Linked DNA regions of Sus scrofa: all the other regions are linked to region 1. A link is a contact called in public Hi-C and HiChIP or PLAC-seq data. All regions are on one chromosome and are shown on one strand. Each heading gives the region's core, a stretch centred on a gene start, on an enhancer-like site or on the middle of the called end of the contact. The rest is flanking DNA. Distances are from core to core; before and after follow the strand shown.

What was found. Hi-C and Micro-C count contacts between places; a contact is called where the count stands out from the background. HiChIP or PLAC-seq counts read pairs in DNA pulled down with a chosen protein or histone mark.
Region 2: a contact with region 1 is called in a Hi-C map of skeletal muscle, with 3 times the contacts expected there. The contact joins the promoter of GDF11 here to the promoter of SARNP in region 1. A contact is called at or near these places in 1 of 5 promoter capture datasets (liver), 11 of 47 Hi-C or Micro-C datasets (blood, embryonic fibroblasts, fetal liver and 6 more) and 2 of 2 datasets of contacts at active chromatin or transcription factors (alveolar macrophages and skeletal muscle).
Region 3: a contact with region 1 is called in an H3K27ac HiChIP or PLAC-seq map of alveolar macrophages. The contact joins the enhancer-like site here to the promoter of SARNP in region 1. A contact is called at or near these places in 10 of 47 Hi-C or Micro-C datasets (adipose tissue, alveolar macrophages, brain and 7 more) and 2 of 2 datasets of contacts at active chromatin or transcription factors (alveolar macrophages and skeletal muscle).

The regions. Positions count from the first base shown.
Region 1 is chr5:21,260,989-21,263,688 of Sscrofa11.1, reverse strand. SARNP (SAP domain-containing ribonucleoprotein) reads left to right here and starts at 1,252. Exons shown (of 11, transcript XM_003126256.4): 1 at 1,252-1,872. The coding sequence starts at 1,837. It overlaps ORMDL2 (ORM1-like protein 2), which reads right to left and starts at 1,555. Exons shown (of 4, transcript XM_003126257.5): 1 at 1,420-1,555; 2 at 349-602; 3 at 30-181. The coding sequence starts at 522. LOC106510299 (a long non-coding RNA gene) reads left to right here and starts at 1,879. Exons shown (of 3, transcript XR_001308700.2): 1 at 1,879-2,453.
Region 2 is chr5:21,190,098-21,192,797 of Sscrofa11.1, reverse strand. It overlaps GDF11 (growth differentiation factor 11), which reads right to left and starts at 1,410. Exons shown (of 3, transcript NM_001244310.1): 1 at 975-1,410. The coding sequence starts at 1,410.
Region 3 is chr5:21,339,794-21,342,493 of Sscrofa11.1, reverse strand. DGKA (diacylglycerol kinase alpha) reads right to left here. Exons shown (of 24, transcript NM_214032.2): 8 at 2,450-2,569; 9 at 2,223-2,337; 10 at 1,558-1,646; 11 at 1,308-1,427; 12 at 1,015-1,113; 13 at 759-842; 14 at 472-545; 15 at 260-334. Among named protein-coding and RNA genes, the nearest start is that of DGKA, 9.5 kb to the right of the region's middle. Within about 2 kb of position 1,308, at least 14 of the 83 cell types and tissues checked have an H3K27ac peak or open chromatin away from gene starts, as enhancers often do. A contact at or near this core is called in adipose tissue and alveolar macrophages, where this site is marked.

The sequences.
Region 1 (2,700 bases), core at 3-2,502:
CCATCTCCCATATCTCCCCCTGGACTCACAGTACAATAGGAGAGATGCTGAGGAATTTGCGGGAAGAGGTAAATTGGAGCCCGTAGTCCATCTGTTCCCAGTGTGTAAGTAGCCGAGCCTTTCCTTGGTCGGGAGTCTCAAAGGGTGTCCCTTTCACCGTATGTAGGAAAACATACATAGCCTGGTAGGAGGAAGGGGTAAGTGTGAGGAGGGCAGAAAGTAGTCTTCAGCCCAAGAAGTATGTATGCTAAGTTCCCCAAAGGAAGACAGAAATCCCAAATAACTGGTGATTTTGTTTTTGAGTGGGAAAGGCGTAGAGTGGGTAAAAGGGCATGGTTTAGTGCTTACCAAATTATGGATGACGTTGGTCAGGGTCCAGACAACAGGAATGCTGAAGAAGGGGATGCTGAGTAGAACCACATGCAGCAGTCCTACCAAGATGATGTAGGCCAGCCAGATGCCCCGACTATTCATCACTCGAGTGTTGGGGTTTACTTCGCTGTGTGCCACCCCCACATTCATCCTACCACAGTGGGGGATCAGGTAGGAGTCCAACTTAATCTCCTCTCAACCCCTCTGCGTCTGTTCCTCCAAGTTGTCTCCTAAAGAGCCAAAATCCCCTGGATTGTACTGGGGATGAAAGGACTTCCCCATCATGCACAAAGAAAAACTGAAGACTCGGGAGGAAAAATTTACAAGGCAAGAAGAGTCCTTTTTACATCTTGGAGACATAGTATGGTAAACTTTCTTCTGAGCCCTTTAAATGTAACTTGGAGTAAGCCCAGGCTTGGGGACGGGTATTACTTTCCTTAAGAAGTTAATAAGGAACAATGAAGACATTACAGTACACCCAAAATTGTAAAAGAGTATCATGGAAAACAACCAAGGAACCACCATTAAGGAGGGATGGGAGGGTAAAGCTACTTTTTCTAATCTAATCTCTATCTTTTCCTCTGGGGCTCGCCCCGTCCTGTCACTCATGTCTTTGGCATGTAAGCAGGCGGCATCCCAATTCCTTCTTTCAAGTGTGGGGTGCTGCAAGAATGTGCCCAGGGCTTTGGCGCTGAATTTGGAAGAGACCTGAGCTGAGTGTTTCGAGAGATGGTCCCAACTCCAGGGGGAGCCCTGATGGTCTGAACTTGGCCCTTTAAAATCGTGCTAGCCGTAAAGTTGATGACGCCTGGTTAGCAAGCAGCTCTCTCCGCCCTCTACCTATAATTCCCTAAACTCTGGTATTGAACCCGCCCCTTGCTCCTCCCAGCTTTCTTCTTCGGCTCTCAGCGTAGTCTTCAGCACTCCACTCTCGGTCTGTAGTTCGCCGCCGCCACCCACCCCTCACCCCCCACCCCCGGCCTCCTTCTTCCTCCGCCTCCCACCATTTTTCCTTAGGACCCATTTCTAATTTCTCAGAACCCTTACCTGCCAGATTCAGAAGCCCGTCCGGCTCGGGGCGCTCTGCTTCTTCCTCCTACACCTGCGGTCTCCAGGAAGCAGCCGCCCCGGCCATCTGCGCTCTCCCTATTGGTGGAGCAGAGTCAGCGCCGCTACCACCCATTGGCTGCCGGTCTGCCATACGGACTCACAATTGATCGCCATTTCCGTCTTTCGTAAAGTGCCGAACCCGCCCTACTCCCCGTTCCGCCTTTTGAGAGAGGTGGAGAAAGCCGCTTGGAGGGGTGAGGGCGACGCCAGCTCTTGACTAATGGGAAGAATTGATGGTAGGAGGCGGGAGTAAGAGCCACAGCGATTGGTTGGCCTTGGCTGTCGGCGCCGAGGCGGGAGCGCCCGGAGGCGGAGGCAGCGGGTGGGGGCCTGGCGGAGTGGAGGGGTAACAAGATGGCGACCGAGACGGTGGAGCTCCATAAGCTGAAGGTACCGGGAAGGGGGAAGGGCCGGGTCGGACTTTTCCGGAGGCCGAATTCTGCCGGCTGGCTTGCGCCTTTTCCTGAATATTCTCCTTTCAGGCTCTTTCACTTCTTTTCCTGGCTCCCTCCGTAGTTCTTTTGTGCCTTCCTCCTTTCCCACTACGCCTTCCCTGATTTCCCATTTCACCTCACGATTTTCCTGTATCTTTACTTGTTACTTCAGCTCCCTCCTCCAGCGTTGTGTCGTCCGACACTTCTCCCACCGGGTCGTGTAAGTGCCTTCAACCTCTTCTCTTGTTTCTCTTCAGACGGGATTACGTCAGTGGTCCCCTCTTGGCCCCGAGCCGGGCTCTAGACCCCTTTTTCTTCCCTGGGTTGGCGCTTTTCTGTTGTCCAAAGCTTAGATTCCCGGTAGCAGATGATGGCACTTGGTCTGTTTCTAGCTAGGTCTCAAACTTGACCCAGAAAATGCTTCCACCCCCTTGTTTTAGGTGGTCGGACGCCCCCGGGCGAACTTTGAAACCTGAGGAGAGGCCTCCGAAGATAGGCCAACCCCTTAGAGCCCTGGACTTTAGGAGACCTAAAGAGGTAGTGAAGGCAGATACTCCAGATTGACAAGTTTTGAGTTCTCTCAGTTCTCCGTCTGCCAGCCTCCCTCCCACCCCCACATCCCACCTGGAAGATGGCTTACTCAGAGCTGTAATATTTTGGGAAAATATTTCCAAGGCTAGGGTTACCTCTGTCCCAATTCATATCGCAGGTGGACCCTGCATCTCTTGGTGTCACCACTGGGTGACACTCAATCACAGAAGCCGTTTTAAGTTGGGTCTTGGGA
Region 2 (2,700 bases), core at 161-2,660, 71 kb after region 1:
ACTTCAGTGGGGGAGGGGAAAAGGGAGTCATCTGATCTTAGGGAGAGCTAGGAGTTGGGGGGGGGCAGTGTTGGCCTGGATTTTCCAGGCCATAAAATTTCAAAGCAGCTCAAGTCTATTAACATGTTCATCTTCCGTTTGGCCAGGGGCTAGGACTCCTGGGTTCCCCCCTCCCTCCCATCTATTTCTTTCTTTTTCTTGCTAGGTCTTTCTCCCTCTCCTCAAGTCTCATTGAGGGTTGGGGCAAGTGAATATGGAATACAACCAACATAGAGGTCTGAGCTGCCCAACGGGTGCCCTTAGCCCCAGTGCAATGAAGTTGAGTTCTCTGAGCTCGGTCAGTACCGAGAAGGCACAGCTTTCACCCGCCCCTTGAGAGACCGAAGGGTCCCAGGTGGAATGGGTGCCAGGGCTGCCGGGAGAGATACAGGGCTCTGGTATCTCTTTCCTAGGATTAGGAGAGGAGCTCTCGGTTCTTCGCAGCCCGGGGGGCGCGTTGCAAAGCCCAAGGTGGTAGAGGTGGAGAGTTGGTGCCACTGGGAGGCGGAGAGCACCGCAGCCTGGCTGGGACTGCCTGGGTCCCGAAGCCTCCGATTCTATTTTTCAGCCTCTCTACCACGGCCTTTCGGCATCGAGTTTCTGCCCCTTCCCCTACAGGCGGACCCCGGCTTTCCCAGTATCCCCCCAAGCCGGGATCTTTTTCGCACATCCCGGCTCGGAGGTGCTATCTCGCAACGCTTTCCTTTTGCCCCCTCACCTCCGGGGACCAAAAGTGCACAGAACTCCGCAGCCCATCTCTACAGCTCGAAAAACTTGTGGAACAGCCCCCCGGCCCCCAATCCGTCAAGTTTTCTCAGAAAAGGCTTTCCGGCCGGAGTAACCCGGAACGCCCCGCTTCGAGCGGCAGGCGCTCACTTTCCCGGAGCGGGAGCGGGAGCCAGCACCCCACCGCTCTTGCCCCGCGGTCCACTTACTCTCCTGGGCCATGCTAATGACAGTCTCGGTGGTGGCGTGGTACTCGTCCTCCTCCAGGAAGTCCTCGGGCTGCAGCGCGTCGCCCTGGAAGTCGTGCAGGTCCAGGATCTGCTGCAGCGGAGGCGCCTTGGGAAGCAGCTGCTTCACCACCTCGCGGCTGATGTTGGGCGCCTCCTTGAGCCGCAGTTTGCTCAAGATCTGCGACTTGATGCTCTCCAGGCGCAGCTCACGGCTATGCTGCCGCCACAAGCACACGGGGCAGCCGTCGGGCTCGGGCGCCACGGACGCGGCCGGCCGGCTCGAGCGCTCCCCCCCGGCCCCCGCCGCCGCCGCCGCCGCCGCCGCCGCCGCGGGGCCCTCGGCCGCCTCCCCCCGGGGCCGCAGCTCCAGGGCGAGGAGCAGGAAGCCCAGCAGCAGCGGGGCCGCGAGCACCATGCTGGAGGGGAGGGGAGGGAGGACTGGGGGGCGGGGACGCCGGAGTCCCGAGGGGAGGGGGCGGAGGGAGGAGGGAGGGAGGAGGAGGGGGTCCGGGCGGCGCGGGATTGGGGGCTGCCCGGCCGAGGGGGGCCGGGGGGCCGGGGGCGGCGGGCGCGCGGGCGGGGCGGGCGGGCGGCCGGGGCGGGCGGCTGGGGGGGCCCGAGCCCGGGCCAGGCCCTTTATAGCCCCGGCCCCCGTGTCGTCAGCGGCCGCGATTGGCTGCGGAGCCAACAAAAGAGGCAGCGCTGTCATCCGAGGCGAGAGAGGGAGCCGGAGAGAGCCGAGGAAAAGAGAGAGAGGGAGGGAGCAAGGGCCCAGAGAGATGGAGAGACAGAGATATAGGGGTGGGGAAGAGGAAGGGAGAGATGGAGAAAGTCAGAATCGGAGACAGAGATAAAGGGGGAAGACACAGAGGAGAGGCGCAGAAATAGAAAGAGGGGGAGGAAGAGGAGAGAGAGAGAAACAAAGGGGAGGATAAGAGTTGGGGGGGAGACACAGACAGAAGAGACTTAAGCAGAGAGACAGAGATAGAGGAGGAAAGTGATGGCATCACTAGTGAAGGAGAGAGGGGAGTCGGAGAGCAGAGGGAGGAGAGAGTGATAGCTAGACAGCTGGAGAGCTAGAGGTCTGCAGATCCAGACCACAGGAGGTCAGGGGTACATGGAGTTGGGAAGAGGGGCTGAAGAACTGAGCCCAGAACCCGGGGGATGAGAGAGGAGAGAAATGTTCCAACAGAGCCTGGGAGGTACCAAGGGAGCCCCAGGGGCAGACCCAGGATCAGGTTCAGGCCGACATAGGCAGATGGAGACTCCTGAAGGAAGGAGAGGCAGCTCAGTGATGAGAGTCAGCCTTGGTGGGAACAGTGAGAACCCAAGAGGGGGAGGAGGTGGAGAATTTGAGCCCAAAGGAGCCCCAGCTACCAGAAGCAGCCCAAGGAAGATGAAGGGGTCTGGAAGATGGAGGGGCAGCATCAGGCTCAGCAGGGGCATCGGGAAGCATGAGATGGATGGATTGGACACGTGGGCTAGCAAGAGAGACAAGGAGAAGAGGCCAGGGGTCAGTCTGAGAAGGTGGAGAGGTGGTGGGGAGCCCAAGAGCAAGACTCAGCACTGGGAAGAGTGTGAACTTGAAATTGAGGCTTGAAAGGGAATAAGGGAGTCAGAAGGCTGGAAAAGGCACGAATCTGGGAGCACTGGGGAAACAGCCGGAGGAAGTAGGGCTGCTGGAGACCATTGTGCTTGCAGAGGA
Region 3 (2,700 bases), core at 59-2,558, 79 kb before region 1:
GAGAAAAAAATACAATGGGGAAAACTATAGCCACTCAGTGGGGAGGGAGAAACTCGTATTTACATCCTTTGAGAGCAGAACAAAGATGAGCCAGAGTATTCAGAGATGGGGATAAGCAGTAAAAGCAGCCCTCTAAAGTCATTTCTTGGGCTGCCATAGCCCTCCCCTCCAAACATGCACTCTCTCCTACTCTCTTCCACCTTACGCAGATAGGCAGGGGCACAAAAACACTGAGATAGAGTCCCTAACCTCTACTTACCCTGGCTCAGGACCGTCCTTGAGGAGGTTGAACACTTGTCGAGGGTTTAGTAGATACTGGAATTTCCAAAGCACCCTACGTGGGGACAAAGGAGAGCTCATGGCAGGGAATGGATATTCTGTACCCCACTCTCTTGATGTCCTCCTCAGGGCATGTCCCCTCCATTACACATAGATTCCCAAACTCTGAAGACCCTGGACATGGCTTCGTACCTCTCCCCTTGCTTCCCGCCACTCTTGGGGTTGACAAAGACCAGAAGTGGGTGCGTGTTAGAAACGGGGTCAATCTGCATTGAGGGAAGAAAATAAGGAAAGCAAGATTTTGCCAGAGTGAGAGGGGCCCTGAAGACAGGGGCAGAGGGCTGGCATTCCCCCCACGAGGTTCTCCCTTCCTCTACCAGGGAGGGGCTTCTGGAGAGCAGGCCCCATTCCCCAAGTTTCCCACTTTATTCCCCCCCATGAGGTCCCCACCACAAAGCCCGAGCCTCTTAGCCCTGTACCCGCAGAGCCTCAGAGGTGCTCAAATTTAAATCATCTGTGGTCTTCTGGCTTGTTTTGCTAACTTTACGTTCCTGTCCAGAGGCCTGAGAAGGGAGGAGAGCAGAGAGAAGGGAAACTGCATTGTGTGACTCTATAAACAGTTCAGAGTCTGACTTGAATCCTAAAAATATAGGCTTTCGGCTCTAAATGACATTGTGGGTCCATGTGTAAATTGAGGAAACACTCCTGTCCCCAGCTGCTGCCCAAGGGTCTCACCAGGACACTGGGATAGATGGAAGATGGAGGCAGGATGTGATCACGGAGCAGCCCGCAGTCACACTCATGGCCCATGGCTGGTAGGCAGTCATCATGGATCTGAAAGACAAGGCAGGCACGGAGGGATCATGGAGGGAACCCCATCACCTCTTAACTTGGGGTCTGGTACTCAAAGAGTGGCGTCAGGAGCAGGGCAACTGTGGTGCAAGGGAGATGTGCTGGAGGAGGCCGGGAAAGCAGGCAGTTTAGGGAGGTCCCCAAAGCAAGGCTGGAGGGATAGCTCCAGAGCTGACCTCTAGGTGGCACCACACACAATGCAGCCCAACCAGACTGTGGTAGATCCGGATCTTTTTCTGACAGCGGTCGCAGCGCCCAGATTCACAGCCTCCTCGGACCCACACATGTGTTTGGACCTTAGGGAGAATGGCAGTCCCTTGTCTGAGAGGGTCTGAACAGAGACTTAGGGAAAGGCTGAGGGCAGCAGTGGGCTAAGGGCCAGGGCCAGGATGTGGGTGGTGATGGAATGGGCATGGGGTCACTCACACCAATGTCCTTCCGAGACTTGGCATAGGTGCTGACTTCACAGGGCAGGGCCTTCATGGCACACTGGTCATGAACAGTGTATTTACATACTGGGCAAGAGGGAAGAAGGTCAGAGTCTTAGGTGCAGCCCCTCCTCCTATTTCCTCCTTAACTGCGGCTAAGCAGAATCACTTACTGAAACAAGACCTCCAACCCCTGGCTGTGAGGGTGTGGTAAAGAGTTAAAATTTAGGGTGGGAGCTCACCTCGGAGACTTGTGCCTTTTGCTCACTCTTCCCCCTAAAAGAGCAATCTCTACCAAACACCCAACCCTACTCCATTCATATGACAGGAACTGAGCTGGACGATGTAAAGAAGGTTCAGATATAACAAGAACGATGACGACAAAAATAATAATAGCTAACTTTTATTGCAGACTTAAGAGTATATACATGCACTGCATGAAGCACCTTTCTTGCATCAACTTATTTAATGCTCACAGTTACTTCATTTTCAGCTGAACAAACTATGACTTAAAGAAGGTATGTGGCTTTCCTCAAGGTCACATAACTAGTCAGTGGCAGAGACCAGGATCCAAACCCAGGTGTCTCTAAGTTCTGAGTGCCGTGTTCCCCCAGATAGCCCGGCTGCCCTTCTGCTCCCACGCTCCCAGGCCCCATCACTCACGGTTACAGCTCAGCCCCTGTTTGCCAAGACCAATGCTCGACTCGCACAGGTTGCAGTAGACTGGTCGGGGGAACCTCTTGGGTCTCCACATGTGCTGCCCATTGTCCTTCAAGGTCTGGGAGGGCACAGCAGATGCTGGGGAGTGTCTAAGCCCTTAGAGGGCCAACCTCTGGCAAGCACAACCCAAGGCTACTGTTTTACCCATCCTCACCATCTCTCCTACTCACCATCTCCAGACCCAGCAACACGAGCAATGGCACAGTGGTGGCCCCAGCCCGGAGCCACTCAGCTAGGGAGACAGAGCCACTTCCATCATAGTCAATCTCTTTCATCATCTCCTGTAGAATCTGAGCAGAGAATGGGGGGGTGGGTAGACTTTGGGTGTGAGTAGCCCTTCAGATCTGACACCTCTCCAGCCAGCCTAGCCAGCCTAGCCAGCCTAGACAAGGGCACCAGACTGCCTGTCAGAGATGGGGTA